Regions from separate parts of the Hordeum vulgare genome. Here region 1 is linked to region 2. Evidence: chromatin contacts called from public Hi-C data. All regions are on one chromosome and are shown on one strand. The core of a region is the stretch at or near the end of the contact, and the rest is flanking DNA. Distances in the headings are between cores, read along the strand shown. Region 1 holds the start of LOC123425369. Region 2 holds the start of LOC123425363.

The links. Hi-C and Micro-C count contacts between places; a contact is called where the count stands out from the background.
Region 1: a contact with region 2 is called in a Hi-C map of leaf, with 2.6 times the contacts expected there. The contact joins the promoter of LOC123425369 here to the promoter of LOC123425363 in region 2. A contact is called at or near these places in 2 of 6 Hi-C or Micro-C datasets (leaf and seedling).

Annotation. Positions count from the first base shown.
Region 1 is chr2H:105,159,054-105,162,040 of MorexV3_pseudomolecules_assembly, reverse strand. It overlaps LOC123425369, which reads left to right and starts at 1,569. Exons shown (of 6, transcript XM_045109058.1): 1 at 1,569-1,963. The coding sequence starts at 1,663.
Region 2 is chr2H:104,488,764-104,491,722 of MorexV3_pseudomolecules_assembly, reverse strand. LOC123425363 reads left to right here and starts at 1,612. Exons shown (of 4, transcript XM_045109050.1): 1 at 1,612-1,978; 2 at 2,155-2,366; 3 at 2,622-2,694; 4 at 2,954-2,959. The coding sequence starts at 1,777.

The DNA of each region.
Region 1 (2,987 bases), core at 320-2,819, 670 kb before region 2:
TCAAAACTACACCAACAAGCCTGATGTCGGTTGCGTTCCAAGTCTCGCCATACGGGCCCATATTGACCTAGAACTCACGCGACAACACCTCCTTCACGTCGAACTTGCTTCCGGGTCTACCTCAACGCTTTCGACGGCGACTTCGATGCCCGGGTCATCCTCGAGCACGGACTACGACTCTTCCACCATGTGATATGACCTCGACATCCCTTTATACTACACCAGGTCGGATTACGAATTTCCTACGACTTATGATGACTACACCGCATGGGTGACTAGCCCTTCTCCTAGATATGCCCCTTACGCCATAAAATGGTACGACTTGGCGGAATGACAACTTTCCTCGTACTCCCTCGATGCTCAAGTCACGGAATACTGTGTGGAAGGCCAACACTCCAACCAAAACGACAACACGAGAAACATACCTTAGGGGGCTTATAACCCTTTGAATCCAACTCCATTGCTAGCTCCAACTACATCGGATCCAATGACCCGCTTCATGTGATGATGGCAAATGGTCCTCGAGAACCCTCGCGGGCATCATGAATTAATGAACAAACAAAGTGACTTTAAAAATGTTTTCTACTAGTAACAGAACACAACTTTCAAATTGATTACTATACTTCTAGTGAGTTGACGAGAGTCCTTGTACTACTATGTGTTCATCTATAAATTCCTACCAGACCAATATATGAGCTTGTGCTGCTATTTGTTGTTCAAATTACCAACCCCGATGTATGATGCATTTTATGATCACGACCAGAAAAAAACACATAACATATGACATAAATGAAACTTAGGAGAAACCGTGTAACAATTCATCCCACACGTGCTATGTCATAGCTGTTCTTGACCTTTTTATTTTTCTTTTTCTTTTCGAGATGTTGTTTTTGACCTTTGTTCCTTTCAAAGTTTTGTTACAAGACCGAAGAAAACCTTGGCACTTTTCAATTTCACCCCCAATGAAAACCACGCGATACAGAGAGACCCGAAAAGGAGAGGGGAGACATAGTAGATTCCCCTTTCAAGCATCCACCTCCTCACCCTCCTCCTCGCCTCCGCCTCCCCTCCCACCTGTCCGCCTCCCCTCCCACCTCCCTGCGCGCTCCTCCGCCGCCGCCCTCGCCTTCTCGGAGTGGGGCTTTTCCAAGCAGACCGCCTCCCTCCTGCTCGTTTTCGTCCTCCGCCGCCGCCATCTTTTCTTGGAGTAATTTCTTGAAATTTCTGGTTTTCCTTTTGGGGCCAACCAGCCCAAGAACCCGCTCGCTGCTGCCCCTGGCTTCATGGAAGGCTTCTTGGTCAGCCTGAACCCCTTCCGATTCAAGCCGATTTGGCCAGCAAGAACTGCCCCCAAGTCTCTTTGAAGCCCCAGAAACCCTTCTCCCTCGGGGATTGCAAGGAATCCCCGGCCGCCGCTCCCCACCCCCCTGCTAATCTCAAGTTCCCCGTGCAATTCTTGCGTCCTCCGAGGTTTCGGAGAGACGCCCCCCGCCCCCCTTCTTCCCCGAGAACCCTAAAGCCGCTTTCTTCGTTTTGAGGACCCCCCCCCCCCCCCCCACCCCACCCCACACCGCGCGGAAGGTCATGAGCCTGTTGCCAAAGGCTCCTTTCTTTGTTTAGTACTCCGTGCCGGGGGTGCGTCCTGTTGGTACTGCGGCAAGCATGGCGAGGGAGGGCCGTCCGGAGTTCGTGAGGTGGAGGGAGGAGTTCCTCTCGCAGGAGAGGGGCAGCCGCGTCGTGCATTACTACTTGGAAGACGCCGATGGCGTGTCTCATCTGGCAGTCGTGGGCACAGAGCGGAGCCTGCGCCACATGCTCTACGTCGTGTCAGAGGATTTCCATGGGCCGCAGGGAAGCGGTGGTGCTGATGGTGGGCAGGGGATGTTTGCGCGCAAGTGGAGGTCCCGCCGTGAGGTCGTGGATTGGCTCGAGTCCTTCCTTCCGGCGAAGACCCTCACCTCAAGTAATTACCACCTTCTCTGTTTCTAACATTTGATACATGAATTCAGCTGATACTAAGCATTACCATCTGTTATTGTTTCTTGAATTTTATATGTTATATGTTGAGTAGTGTTTCTGGAACATACACACTAAGACATAAATGTCTAATCTAGAAATCATGCTTACATAGTTTACTGCATCGGTCCTCAGCACAGAAGCTTGCTTTGCAATAGACACGATCAGGCACTTCTCAAACCTTCAAGAGCATGTTAGACTGTAATTTGAGAATATCCGAATGGCAAAGTATGTCAAAATTGAGGTTCTCCTGTCCAATTTTATGTCATGTTGAGATATGGTAACATTAATTAGCATAAATGTTTGGATAGCCACTTGTTGATGTATTAGCTTTTGTGCTTTACCTGTTGGGTGACCGTAACATTATTTGATGACATTGTTTTATTGCACTTTAGAGCATCTACAATGGTGGACACTTAAACAGAAAAAATTGAATAGCAGAATTTTTTAAAAGCCCCAAACGTTATCTGGTTGAAAACCAGGCGCTAACCGTCGGCGCTAAATACGGGTGGAGAACAGATCTTGTTGCCTCCTCTCGTCTGGAAAAAAAGGGCAAGCGTTCACTGTCTTATTTTGCGTCGATGCGGCAACCGACGCCAGGAATTGAGGATGCAACAGGTGATAGAACGGGAAATTTTCCCTAGCGCTCTCCCCTAGCGCCTGGCGTTGGAGATGCCCTTACAGACCTGCTAGTCCTTTTCACCATTGTTGTACTAGGCATGTCCGTTCCTGTCTTTTACAGTTTGACCAAACCAGAGACCTAATGTTTATGCACTAGCAGCTATACCTGCCTGGATGCAAGATTGTACACTAGGCCACCAATTCAGGTGTTTGTCAGGTCTTAGAAACTAGCAATTGACGTTCCTATGGGTTAAAAATAAATATTATGGAAGCCGGGGAAGGTCGATACTTGTTGTAGATGATGAGTGTCTACTTTATATGCAAAATCATAGTAGGACCAGCCACTAGGA
Region 2 (2,959 bases), core at 363-2,862:
GGATCGCGTGCGTTGGGGGACTTGGGAAGTCTTCGGCCGGGTCTGGGGTGCGGGGACACGGGGCCACCGTCAGTGAAGTGGGAGACGAGAAAACGACCCGATGCTGTGCCGTGCAGCTAGGCATCTCTCGGTTGCAACTGCATCATATTTTTTTTGTTTGCAGTTCACCGAGAGCAATATATGCTGGGTTTGTTACATGCGGAGGTTAACTTTCGACATGCTTGTACCAAAGTCGCTCTATATGACAGCCAAAAGGTTGCAGCCACATTTTACTGAAGTCACACACGTTGGCCCTGTTTGGAACCACAATAGATTATAATAATTTAGATTATGAAGATAGATTATATAATCTGATTTATAAAAATAATCTAGGTGTATATGTTTGGAAGCCAGATTATATAAACCATAATCCAGGTTTTATATTATACAATGACATGTCTTTCCTCTGTTTTTTAGCTGCAAAGGTAATAATCTAGATGAGCATGTTTGGAGGACGGTGGCGGTGGCAGTAGGTAATTATCTCCAAGTTTTCAAGGATAATGGGTCATTACTAATCCATAATCTGATTTTAGCCGGGGCAGAGTAGATTATGAGTTTTTAATAATCTGAACATTTAGTTTTTATAAACTGCAATATAATTTACCATGTTTGGAGACATAATAGATTATAAAAATCAGATTATATAATCTGAGTGGTTCCAAACGGGGCCTAAAGCGTGTACATTCTATATTTAGTAGTGCTGTGAATGACTTTTCTCCCGAATATTCGGTGATCCTTTTTCCCCTGAAATTCAAACAACAAAGTTTTTATCGAAAAAAAGGGAATGCCACAGGGGACTTGCAATTTTGGCACATTTCACCTACACGTGGGTTTGTAGGCTCCAGTATTTTTTATTAATCACAAAGGGTTGCCAAGAGCCCGTGAGCCAATTGTGGATAACATTCACACCGAGTCAACATAACATTCAGTTTATCAGTAATAAAGGATCATCTAAAGCATTCTGTAGATAGCAAAGTTTTTGGACTTCAATAGTTGGCGAACATTCGGCTAGAAGAATGGCATTGAGAACGATCTTTATGACAATTTTAGTTATAAGAGGCAATTTCCTCCGACCATGGTATGTCAATTCCTTCCTAGAGAAGCCAATTAGGGCTCCTTTGATTCAAAGGAATTCTATAGGATTTTTAAAGGATTAAAACCCTTAGGATTTTTTTTCTATATTGGTCCTTTGAATCATAGGATTGAATCCCATTGGAATTTTTCTTATGGAATCTTTTGTACTACATTTCATAGGAAATCTAACATCCACGTCAACTTCTTTTGCAATTCCTTTGTTTTCCTTATGGCATCAAACACTCCTTACTAATCCTATGGGTTCAAATGAACATGCCACTCAAATCCTCCATTTTTTTCTATTCCTGCGTTTTAAAAATCCTGCGAATCAAAGAGGCCCTTAGCATTATTTTTTAGTGTTAATAAAATGAAATGATACGCGTCTTCTCCAGAAATCATACGATCCAAGCTTGTGGCCTTGTGGGTTGATCGGAAACATCGGTTTTTGATCCGGCGGCTCGCGTTTGTTGCAGGCCGTCAGCCACAGCAGCAGACGAGGAAACGGCTGGCTCAGAGGCGGGCAGCCATGCTGCACCGGTCTCTTCTCTTCTCCATCGGGGTGCAGATAGAGCGGCGTCGGTGCAGCGCCACCCAACCCAACCAGTGGCCAGCAACGACCCATCCACCGGAAGGCGTCGATCGGCTGCGCGGCAGACTCATCCCATGGCGACCCGGGCTCTGCACTCGCCGAGGCTCACCAGCCCGCCGCTCACGGGCCGGCATGCGGCGACGAGGTGCAAGTGCTCCGCCGCGCCGCTCTTCGCGAAGCGACTGCCACTCGTCGTCGCCTTCCCTCGCTCCGTGGCCTCCTGCTGCGCCGTGCAGGAGTCGTCGGCCGGCGCCACCGCCGCCGCCGCAACCGCTGGTACTCCCATTCGATCACTCTGCTTAATTCACTGTGGCATTAGGAAATGAGTGCTGCGATCAAGTGGTGTACGCTGTGATGATCATCCGCGCTGTTCTTGTTCATGAAGCTTTAAAAGCTTCGGATGCTGGTGCTGCCTATATCGATGTACCTGAATTTTGCGTGTTCTGACGCAGTTAGCGAGACGAAGGATGCAGACGGTGACAAGAAGGAAGCCGCAGCCGCGGAGGCCAAGCCGGCAGCCAAGCCAGCAGCGGCCAAGCCGAAGAAGGCCCCGCCAAAGCCACTGCCGGAGATGATGGAGGAAGAGATCATCCCTCCTTTGAAGACTGCGCTGGAGGCCGAGGAGGACGTGTCCCAAGTCGTGCTGACGTTCCAGAACAACACGGTGAGATCAGTGATTCATATCGACAAGCGATTGCGCGCCAGTCACAGACCCATGATACTTGTGATTTGGCATCGCTACTACACTATTACCGTGCAAGCTTTGAGTAATTAGGAACTGCTAGTACTAGGCATGGAATAGGCTCACTGCACGTTCAAGCACTTGGTTCCTCACTCTTCAGCCATCACGCAAATGCTAGCGATCTCCAATGTACTACGTTGGTGTCGTTCTGATCCTTTAGGTGTCCATGATTTGCAGTTGGAAGGCTCCTTCGTGAAGGAAGACATACCCTACTACTTCTGGGCCTTCTTCCCACAAGGAGACCTCACAGGTAAAAACTAGTAACTTTGAAACTCTTGTGTCAATAGTAGAATGCCGTTTCTCCCCGTGCATTGCAATGTTAGTTACTTGCTGAGAAAACTGTTGACATGACAATCCTTCATGACCTAGTTTGTTGTTCCTGTAAACTTCTGAAAACCTCAGCGCAAATTACTGTAATCAATCACTTTATAGCCCAAAAACTATAACAATAAAACCATCTCTAGTCTCAACTAATCTGAATTCTCACTTCAATGGGCTGACAACTGCAGGACCCA